3 separate regions of the Hordeum vulgare genome follow, and regions 1 and 3 are each linked to region 2. The links are chromatin contacts, called in public Hi-C maps. All regions are on one chromosome and are shown on one strand. Each heading gives the region's core, a stretch centred on a gene start, on an enhancer-like site or on the middle of the called end of the contact. The rest is flanking DNA. Distances are from core to core; before and after follow the strand shown.

The links. Hi-C and Micro-C count contacts between places; a contact is called where the count stands out from the background.
Region 1: a Hi-C map of leaf shows a contact between it and region 2, with 4 times the contacts expected there. The contact joins the promoter of LOC123406943 here to the promoter of LOC123412213 in region 2. A contact is called at or near these places in 4 of 6 Hi-C or Micro-C datasets (leaf, seedling and an unstated tissue).
Region 3: a contact with region 2 is called in a Hi-C map of leaf, with 5 times the contacts expected there. The contact joins the promoter of LOC123407045 here to the promoter of LOC123412213 in region 2. A contact is called at or near these places in 3 of 6 Hi-C or Micro-C datasets (leaf and seedling) and 1 of 1 datasets of contacts at active chromatin or transcription factors (embryo).

What each region holds. Positions count from the first base shown.
Region 1 is chr7H:189,554,740-189,558,435 of MorexV3_pseudomolecules_assembly, forward strand. It overlaps LOC123406943, which reads right to left and starts at 2,107. Exons shown (of 5, transcript XM_045099961.1): 1 at 1,581-2,107; 2 at 1,018-1,121. The coding sequence starts at 1,717.
Region 2 is chr7H:190,117,135-190,121,054 of MorexV3_pseudomolecules_assembly, forward strand. LOC123412213 (oxysterol-binding protein-related protein 4C-like) reads right to left here and starts at 2,139. Exons shown (of 5, transcript XM_045105154.1): 1 at 1,422-2,139; 2 at 180-365. The coding sequence starts at 1,424.
Region 3 is chr7H:190,777,015-190,780,518 of MorexV3_pseudomolecules_assembly, forward strand. LOC123407045 (calcium-transporting ATPase 5, plasma membrane-type-like) reads left to right here and starts at 2,168. Exons shown (of 35, transcript XM_045100081.1): 1 at 2,168-2,338; 2 at 2,434-2,681. The coding sequence starts at 2,520. It overlaps LOC123407046 (serrate RNA effector molecule-like), which reads left to right. Exons shown (of 12, transcript XM_045100083.1): 12 at 1-249.

The DNA.
Region 1 (3,696 bases), core at 857-3,356, 560 kb before region 2:
GGAATCAGAGCTGTCCACAAAGTATCAAGCAACACTTGGCTTTTGTTACATATCATCATAGACAAGTATACATTTTTGTGTGAGCAAGCTATTCACACTCTGAATGATACGTTTCATCCCCCCTCTTAGACTACCTACAATGGGAGTAACATAGATAGTACTAACATAGATGCCACCTAAGCAAAAAATATGATATGGCAACTAATTAATGAGAAGAAAGAGAAATTGAGTAACTTAGCTAGTTACTCATACGAGCAAGTACAATAAGGTCCGGTCAGCAGGCTGTAAGGATTAAAATATTATATTTCTGCTGAGTTGGATGAGAGAGAAGAGGAGAGAGAAGGGAAACGAGCTCTTCGTGAAGAGCCAGCTCTAGCACGTGCTCCTAGGTGCTTTGTGAGAATGAAACGTGGACCATATATGATAAAAGTAGTACTCTTTTATAGCTAACTATTGTACAAGCTGACTATAAGGTGGGCTATAAGACTGCTTATAGCCAGCAGTTGGCTATACTATTAACCATGCTCTACTATGAGTAACATAACGCATACCAAGGCAAGATGAGTCTATAAGCTAATAAATAAAAGGCTCAATGTTACTACCCCTATGTTACTATTCATTGTGAAGGTAGTAACTTAGGCTAGTAACATATGCATGTTACTACTCTATGTTACTTCTCATTGTGAGTAGTCTTAGGCCCTAGCATAGCCACTACACCAGTAATTATACCAGTAGAAAAGAGCCCTAATAAATAATTATGAACAATAATAAATTAATAAAAGGAGTACATATTTCTATCTTAATGTGTTAAATAACACCAGTCAAGCACTACTCATCGTTTAATAAATGAAGTGCACAGCAACCCACAGGAATTCAGGAAAACACTTTGCAGTATGAATCCGTGATGGCAAGTGTTTGTAGCAGATAACAAGTCATCCATGTTCAAAGATATCATCGTTGTAGTTTGTTTACCATGTCATCATCACAATTCACAAGATCATGTTAAGGATCACATACCTGGGTTCTGAGAGAGCGGGTTGTCCACGATGAGGTTAGGTGATCTAGCCTCCTCCTTTGGAACATGAGGGTCTACCAGAACACGACGTCTCAAACTAACATACCTACAACAAACATGAAACAAGTTAAACATGTCATTCTTAGGTGACTTTCGCATGAACTGGCACACAAAAAATAGCAAGGAGCGGAATTCATGGCGCCAATCATTTACAGATCACTAACAGCACCAATCTATCTCGCCGAAATTTCATCTCATGAAACAAATATGGCATCTGACCATGTGCAAGAAAACACCGACACAATCAGGAATCTAACAATCGACTAGCTATATGATGTATTTCATTCGAACACAACCAAACTAGATGCATTAGCAGCCGGTGACTGCATTAATTTACTAACAAACACAACCATCTGGACGAAATCAACACTTGACCGCGCAAGAATCAAATGAAAGCCGTGACAATAGCGAACCAGCTAAGCAAGAAAAACAGAACGGAACAGAGTCCTGCCGCAAAAGGACAAAACACCAACAAACGCCCGGGAACAAGGGATGGCGGGCTCACCTCCGGCGCGAATCGGCGGCAGCGCGGCGGAGCTCCTCGACGGACGCCTCCGGCGCCGCCGGCAGGATGCCGAGATCGACCCGCCAGCGGACGCTGCGTAGACTCGAGAACCGGCGCCGCCTCTCCTCCTCCGCCATGGCCGGGCCCCTTCAGTCGCAGGCGGATTGGACTCCCTCGAATTAACAACAACCCACAACGGAGGCCAAGAAACGTGGCCAAAACGCTATATATAGCTTTGTTTATCTGTAGCAAGTGGAAACCAAGAAAAGGAGGATCTTTCCGGGGACGGAGATTAGGTTTTCGGAGGATTTTGGGGGACGGAGAGGTTACGGGGAGGTGAATTCTCCTCTCCTCCTCTGTACCCGCGGGAATGGCGCTCTTGCTTCAGCTGGGGGAGGGGGCTGATTTGGCCGGGACGGTGGATGCTTGGAGGAGAGGGAGAGGGGGTGGGGTGGGGTGGGTTAGGCCGGAGGAGAAGAAGGGAAGGTCTCCTCTTATTATTTTCTCGGTTATAGTAGTAGTTTTTTATTTCTTTCTTTTAATAGGAGAGGGAATCTATAGAAGAGGTTGAGGATTTTGTTCTCTATTGGCACTAGAGCAGTTGGCAAGAGGGAGGTGATGGATGATGATGATGACTAGGAGAGTGGTGATTGGCAAGGTGGCTAGGCTTATTTGGCATTTTCTTGTTCTTTAATGAGGTTCTCTTAAAATACATTTGTGTGATTTTAAAGGAAATATCGGTGCTTGGATGTTTGTGGGTGTGTCTAACCGTGGTTAAGGGGGCATGTATGTATGGATGAGAGATTGAGAGGAAGGAGCAAAGATGACGTTGTTGCTACCTTTTGTTTTTGTGGCTCGTTTTGGTGGAACGGTTAAATATTGAACGACAGCGTCTTACGAATACCGTAACTGATTGTAGCATTGCACGTTATTCTTGTTTCTTTACTCATCGTTTCATTTCATCGACGCATCCTTGTTCGGTCGTTTAGGTTTAAGGTTGAGCATGATTTGACATGTATCAATTAGTTCGTCGGATATTAATCCTCGCGATTGCAGCGTCATTCCTGGTTTGAGGACAGCCATTAAAAAGTGATAGTAAGTTCATAATGTTAAGTTCGTTAGAGCAATGGTTGGTCGAAGGGTTGATAAATTGGTGATACAACCAGTGGCGGAGCGACGGCAAATAATGTGGGCGAGCCAAAAAAAGATGATTCTAAGCCACACAATAAGTATGCATTAGTCAGTGAAATTTCAGATTGGCTACATAGGGAAATTGGTATCGATACAATGTGTCCTGAAGTAAAATTTGGAAGAAAAAAGGAAAAGAAAATTCTTGTGAGCTAGCTGACTGATTCTGCGGTCTTGAGCTCATTGCCTAGGTAGCTCGTCGTTGGCAGCCGGGCCAAGCTGGATGTGTGGCAGTGATGCGTCCTGGATGGATGCGGGGAGAGTTTGGCAGTGCTTCTGCTATTGGATTGATTTGTTACATGTACACAAATGTTATTTTTCTCTGGATCTGGACGGGCCACGGCCTGGTTTTGCCCTCAGGAAGCTCCGTAATGGATACAATGAAGGCACGACAAGAGTATAAGGATGGATCAAAGAATACATGCAATGAAAGATGTCGAATGGAGAAAAGAGACATTTCATTCATCAAGGGTAGATGTATCGTAGAAGCGTGTTCAATACCATGTTAAGTGCATTAGTTGTGCCTCGGTGGTGCCACCATGCACCATACGACATTATATACACTTCATCATCATCTTAAAATCGTTCACATATCTAAAAGGAACTCTAGTAATCCCCTCGACATGGCGTATGCAATAGAAGAGGGTGCCGAACATCATGTAGCTCCATTTAGCAATGGTACTAAAAAGTAAAAACGCTTTCCTATGAAGATGCCAAGAGAAGTTGCTACGAAAATAAAGCCAATTCATAATCTTGGTAACATACTCATCTATATATGATTTATTTTACTTCTTCTGTTTCTAATACTTGTTATTGGAAAGAACTAGATTAGTTCTCTTCAACAATAAATATTATGATACAGAGGGAGTAATATACATGCTTGATTGCTCGATTGAAGGTGTGGTTGTCTCCCTTAATTGATTATTAT
Region 2 (3,920 bases), core at 889-3,388:
GCAAAGCCCCCTGAATTATGCCGGATTCAGGGTGCCTCGTGCTCCCAACCTCTGACTAAGTAAACTAGCAAGTGAATTCAAATTTGGCCCTCGAGATGGGAACCTCACATCACATGCATGATTTTGTAGGATCAAGTGAATCACATATGAGAGTGAGCAGCAGTGGTGTTTGTTTTTACCTGGAAGTGTGAGAGATCGGAGCCTGGCCTGACGTTCCCGAAGAGGCTGAGTACCCGCTGCACAAGGTTGGCCGGACGGAGCTCCGCCGCGAGGCCCCCTTCCAGCGACAGCGGCGCGGTGAGCACGGCCGCCGAAGCCCTGGCCGTGGCGGTGGCTGCCGCCGATGCGTCGATCTCCGATTCAACCTGCATTCAATCAACTAATACAGTCAGATACTGACGTATATGAGCTCCAAATATGAAGTTATATAGTGCTAAATACAAATAGTAGTGGCAACCAAGAAACGGGCGATCGGTCGTGGTCGTCGTCGTCGCCCCATGTAGGCTCTTGCTTGTTGCATTCAGATTCAGGTCTCCTTTCCTTGGAGGGGAGGTTCCAAGAAAAGTCGGGTCCAATCGAGTTGACCGATGAACGGGAACGAACCGAAATCAAACCCCGTGTGGGCGTGGCTGTCACTTGTCTCAGGCTGGGAGATGGTTTCCCTCCCTTTCATGTGTCCATGATATGCCGTCGAATATGTAGTAGCTAGGTGTGTGTATGTGCTAGTATATGAATACTGCGTAAATGAAGTCAGGAAAAGGTCAGTGCCGGCTGAAGATTCTGCTGCTGCTCTTGGCCGGCCAACCGAAAGCTGGTGCTATGTGTGTGTGCGTCTGTTGGCGTTGCATTTACACGGGTGTGTACGCTCCCGGTGACGCGGCTAAGAAAGGAGATGGAACGGAAGGGAACTCCGTTTCGTGCCCCTTCCTCTTTCTTCGTCGCAAAGAAAAGGAAAGGTGGCCTCTCCTCTAGCCGTCTGTTACATCACGACCAGACGCACGAGGTCGTCAAAGAAAATCTCAAATCTCACGTCACAGACTTAGCTCGATCGCCCTGTGTTGATTTTGCAGGCGTTTATGACTTTTCTGGTGTGTTTTCCGAAAGGAAAACGGATAATCAGCTTTACCGCCCAGTAATAAGTAGAGTACGTGTGGAATCGCCCAAACAGAAAAGGTAAATGCGGACGGTGGAAATGGCACGGTAGGACAAAAAGGTGAGGACGGCGGGCGGGGCTAGAGGTAAAAGCATCGGCGATATTCGCAACCCTGACGTGGACGCAGGCCACGACCTGACGCCTCAAGCGCCGCCCCAAATCCTCGATCGAGAGAATCTGCTGCTCTCGCCGCCTCCGCCGCCCAGACATGCGTAGTTGCGTATGCCTTCGGCGGTGAAGCGGTCAAGCGTGCAAGAAGAGGACGTACCATGGTTGGCGTGAGCTCCAATCCCCGACGCGAGCTCTCCTTGATTCGACCTCCTCCTCCCTGGCCTGCGGCGATCTTCTCGTTGTCGAGGGAAGTATCTCTTATTGATCCTCCTCCTCCTCCTCCTCTGTATGCTGCGTGGGGCGGGGTGGAATCCTCGATAAGGGCGGGCGGGGAAGAAGCAAGCAAATCGCTGGATTGATCTCCTTCCTTCCTTTCTTTTTTAGCATGCGCGCGTGCCTATTTATACACGCCCTCTCTCTCTCTCTCTCTCTCTCTGTTTCGATGAAGGCCGCGTGTTTCTGGAGCCCGTCGCTGCGGCCGCGCCTTCCTTGAGGTACGGCCTCTATCTGAGCCGATGCGGCGGCCGCGCGGGGTGACGTCGGCCTCTCCGTGTCTCGGTGGTTGGGTGCGTGTGAACGCTAACCCATTCTCGGGCACAGGCCAAAACGATTCCTCCTTTCCGGGCCAGTGCAAGCCGCGAGGACGCGCGCGCCACTGTCCCCTCCATATTATCGATGCCTCGTTAATGCAGAGAGAAAACATGTTGGAGAGAGTTTAGAAAAAAAAAACAATTAAGTAGTACTAGTTGAAAAGGCAACCTGCCCTCACAAAAATAATTGTATGCTTACATTTTTCCGGCTCCTCCAAAGGTTCGGCAAAGGCTGGATTATTTCTGATCCAGATTCTTTTGACGATTGGACAGGAGAAAATGAAAAAAAAAATAGACACGTTGAATGAAGCGTGGTTTAATGTGCCCCACGGTGGGCGCAAAAAAAAAAAAAAAGAGGAATGAAGCGTGGTTTGTAGACTGAAATACCAATGAGGCTTATGTGTTCATTACCTTTAGATGAAGAATTATGCCTTGCTTAGTAAGTAAGTACTCCGTTCCTAAATATAAGTGTTTTTAGAGGTTTCACTAATAGAGTATATACGGATGTATATGGACATAATCTAGAGTATACATTCAATCATTTTGCTACGTATGTGGACCCCTAGTGAAATCGTTTAAAAGACTTATATTTAGAAACGGAGGGAGTAGTTATACAAACAACTTAGAGCAACTCCAACGGACCGATTCAAACGGACGGCGATTTCGTACGCTTTTTATTCGTTTGAGTCGGTCACGCCGACACGAACATCCGCTTTCGTAAATTGGTCGGCGCGTGCGCCCAACGCTGGACGGACCCATATTTACCGGCGTGCGATTTTTTTTACATAAATGCATAATTAAACATTAAAAACAGGCCACGAAGACGGCGAGAGTCCACGCGTCCGCATTACATTAATTAAACATAAAAAAAACTAAAACTACGAGGGCCGCCCTAGGAGGCGTCGTCGTCATCATCGGGGCCGATGAGGTCGACCAACGTAGGCGCAGGGCCGGCCCAAGGGAACGTCGTGTTCCAGAGCGCAGTTGTCTGCGTCTCCATCGTGTGTCCTCCGCCTCCGCCTCTCGTCGTTCCTCCTCCGCCTCCTTCTCCACCTTCATGAGCCAAAGGCCTTCGGCGTGCTGCGCCCTCCATTGCTCGAGGTACGCTTGCTCCTGTTGCGATGTCGCGCCCAGCCAGATGGGCGGCACAGTGACGAACTCCTAGACGATGCCGGTCCACTGGTAGAACTCCCGCAGCTCCGTGGGCTCGGGCTTCGGTGGAGGTGGCACGACGCAGTCGCCGGCGGCCGACAGCGCGATGGCCTCCGCGAGTTGCTGCTGGTACGCCACCTCCTCGTCGGCCCTGCGCCGCGCTTCCTCCTTGCTGTCGCGGAGAACAACAGCGAGCGCCGCCTGGTAGGCGGCCTCAGCCTCCTGGTCCTCGTCGCTGACGACAGGCGGGGACGACGGAGGGCCTCCTGGCTGCACTTCGCGCACGTCACGACGACACTGCTTCCCGTGCTCCATCGCGAACCACACCTCCCAGTTAGGGGAGTCGGCCGCGTACGTAGGGTCTCGCCGCTGCTCCGCCATCAGCACATGCCGATGGCGGCTCATCTCCTCCGCATGCACCCACGCCGACCGCGGCACAGCCGGCACCGAAATCCTCTCCGGATCCAGATGCCAGCCGCGGACAACGTGACATCGGGGGTAAGGAAGCGGCACGCGGTGCTCCCAGTGCCACCGCGCTTGGTGCACCGAGACGCTCACGCGCTGGCGAGGCCAATGGGAGGACGCCGACGGGGAGATGGCGCGGGGGGTAGAGCGGGGTCTTGCCCTTGTTTGGGAAGCCACCGGCCATGGTGTGCTAGGGTTTTGGTCGTCGAGGAGGTGGCTGGATGTGGACGGGCGAGGTTCTGGAAGCAGATGGCGGAACCCACCGCACGCTCGGATTATAAAAGGCCGGCCGCGGTCGCTAACGTGTGGATCCGAGGATGACGACCGTCATAAATAATGTTGACTGCGGTGGTTGGGGCGGACACCGCGCGGGGGGGGGGGGGGGGGGGGGACGCACGCGTCCGCGTCGACGTATTTCAGTCCTAAATTTGGGCCGCAAATGGGTCGGC
Region 3 (3,504 bases), core at 918-3,417, 660 kb after region 2:
CGACCTTTTAATCTTTGAAACCGTGGAAGATACCACCACCGCAAAGGGACCTTGCTGATATCTAGTAGTTTCACGGTGGTGGAGTAACATGCGGACGGTGTATTTCCAACAGAATTTTTTATCTTTTCAAAATTCCTACCACCTAGAGTAGAGGTCTTCTGCTGCCGTATCCAGAATTCAAGACCAAATATTCCTCACTGTGTATGCAATCTGTAATTTATATACAGGCAAACGGTTGGTAGATGGAAACCCTGATCGGTCAAAACTGCTCAGAAGTTGTGTTTCCTGGAACTCCGGACCGTTCCAGTGTGTACGTTTTGGCCTGATCTGGAAAACCATGTGCAGATCTCCGGACCTGCGTGAAAGCGCCCAGCTAGCTAAATGGCTTGTGCAGGCTCGTCCAGATCCGGCACGAATCGGTTCGTCCTTGTCAATCGACGGAACGAGCAATGGTGCTATCTGAGAGGAGTGCCGTGTAGCATAAATGTTGATGTCGAGAAAAAGAAACCAGAAAAAAAGTCTTATCTTAATTAAGAGATGACTTTTTTCTTTTCTTTTTTAGATTAATTAAGAGATGACCTTTTAGCAACCATGTCTTACCGTATATCTAAGGATATACTCTCTCCGTCCGGAAATACTTGTCCTAGAAATGGATGTATCTAGACTTATTTTAATTATAGATACATCTATTTTATTTATTTTTTAGGACAAGTATTTTCGGACGGAGGGAGTACTTAGTTACGAGAGATAAGACTTAAGAAATAATCTATTGTATAAAACTTCATTCGTCTCATAATATAAAAATATTTTTCACATTATATTTTTATTGTCTTCTTTAGATTAATTGAAGGGTTTAAGTGACAATGTTTTGGCTTATCAATGATATCATTGTGCATGCCCTCAATTGTTTTGAGGTGCTGGGATTGTTTAAAGAGTGGTCAAGGCCTTGTACAATGCTAGGTGTTTAGAAAAATAAATCAGTTTTTTCTGAAGCATCGGTGTCTATTTCTAAAAACCCTGCCTAACTAAACGTCTACCCATATAAATAAGCACAGGTGTTTAGAAAATTGATTTATTTCTTTAAGCACTTTTCCTAAGCACATTGCATTGTATCAGGCCTAAGCAATGTGGACTGCCCCGTATGCCACAGAAAACGAGTGATGCGGACTTCGTACGAACAAACAATAAAACGAGTGATGCGGACTTCGTCCGAACAAACAATACAGTGTCAGTGTCCTACTCTCTGTGCTTACCAGCCCCCCCGTCTCTATTGTTGACCGGCAATGGATCTATCCGGGAAAGGGCAACCAATTCCACGTTTCCGCCGGCCAACTCTCCTGTTGGAATTTGCCTCAAAAAAAAAAAAAAACTCTCCTGTTGGAAGGTGACAAGCAGCCCGTGACCCACGCTGGCCACTTGACCCCAGATCCATCGTATCCCGCGGCATGTTTCGTTTGTGAGCGCCCTAGTGGCCAACTAGTAGAGTAGTGTGGCGACTATTCATGGAGCTTAAAAGAACAACTCAACAGCATATCTCTTTTGAGTTAAAATCTACTGCTCCCTCCGGTGTTGTCTGTTTCCGGTTCAAGTCTATTTTGAACTCAGAACAAATCTCATTAGTAACCAAGATACAAAACCATCTCAAGAGTCAATACAATACAAAATCATGTCAAAGAGGCCAAGTATCAATATTTATGCCACTCAAAGACGTACTAGTAGAACACAAGAGGCAACAATCATCTCTAACTTTTCCCTTTGACTGAAAAACACACACGCACACACACCGCAACGACGGCATGAAACTATCACATCTTTCCTTATCACGCTCACGTGTCAGGCAAGTTCTTGACACGCACGCTGTACGTCGCATCCCGGCCGTCTATCGGCTCGATCCAACGGCTCCCAGTGGCCCCTCCCATTCCCATTTCAAACCGGCCGGCCCACGCCCCGCCGCGCCCGCGCCAAACCCCCCCTTCCTCCTCCGATCCGAGCCTCCCGCGCCGAGCCGCGACTCCCACTGACAGGCGGGCTCCCACCACGTTGCCCCGCCCGGCCGGTACGAGCTCGGCCGCTCCGATGCTTCAGCCGGGCCCACGTGGCAGCGAGGGAGGGGGCTGGCGGGGCGGCCGCAGCTTCGTGGAAGCTTCCCCCGAACAATCTCCTCGAGAACGAGTCCCCATTCGCGACCGAAATCCGGGGCGCAGAGAGAGAAAAAACAAAACAAATCACCAAGCTCCGCCGCGCACACACACACACGCACCGCACCCACAGTGGCGAAGCCGCAACGCAGCTGCTGAGCCCGTGGAACCTTCTAGAACCTTGGCGGCTGGCGCGGGAGGTGAGGCCAGTGATCCCTGAGGCGGCGCGGCGCTCTATCGATCCCGTGGCGATTTGGTTGTCTGAGCGAGTGATCTTGTGTGTGTTTGTCTGCAGGTGCAGGGTGGGCGGCGGGGGTTTCTGGTCGTCGTTGTCATCTCTCCTGCGAGCGCTGCTGCGGACGCAGCGGCTGACTGGTGGGCATGGCGCTCGGGAGCTCGCCGACGCCGCCGGAGATCCGCTCGCCGGAGCGGGACAGGCCGGAGGGTGCGGCGGGCGCGGAGGGGGAGGAGGAGGAGGAGTTCGGCGACGCCTTCGATATACCCCATAAGAACGCATCCCACGACAGCTTGCTCCGATGGAGGGTACGGGATCCTTCCTCACCTTACCCTTTCCCGTCAGACTGTGATCTAGGCCGGACTCTGCTGGTTAGCAAAATGCCCAAATTATCGCCATTCTGGTGTTGATTCCGTCCTGGCCGGAACTGGGACGTGCTGATTCTGCGCAGGAAGAAAAGGGGGTACAAGAGGAACAATCAAACACTAATGCTTTTTGGTCTAGTGGATACACTGCGCTGAGGTTTACTGACATGTCATTGACCCCATGATTTACATATTACGTTCATTTTTTGTCCGCGTTTCCTGTAAGTCAAGGCATTGGAGTCTGTTTGGTGACACTACCTTTTTTTACTGCCGTGCACATGCACAGAGCGGCAAACAACTTCTCATAAAACTGAAAACACAAGCTGAAACCAGAGGTCTGTCATCCATTCATCCAAAGAATACTAGTTTTTGTGGTATTCACAGGTTTGGGTAGTTCATGTATCCTTCATGTATAGGGGGACATCACAAAAGGAAGCAAACAGTAACACTTGTACTACAGCTATAAAACCACACTTATACTACAACTAACCAGGTTTTGTTAGACGGCATATAACCTACTTTTGTCCTGCTGGAAGAGAAGTTGTAAATCTAGGGCTTCTCTTTCCCTCCCCTATCCCTTGGGGGCTAGCGTAAACTCTCCTCTCCAGGCTTTGCTGGCAAGCCCGTGTATCTGCCTCCCCTTTGCTCGCCGCTCCGGCAGCCGGTGGCGGGGAGTGGAATCCCGGCCTCCATTCCGGTTAGTAATTTAGGTTAGGGTTTTTAGTCCTCGCAGGTGCGGCTCTCAGGCGGGTGGCGACGACGCTTC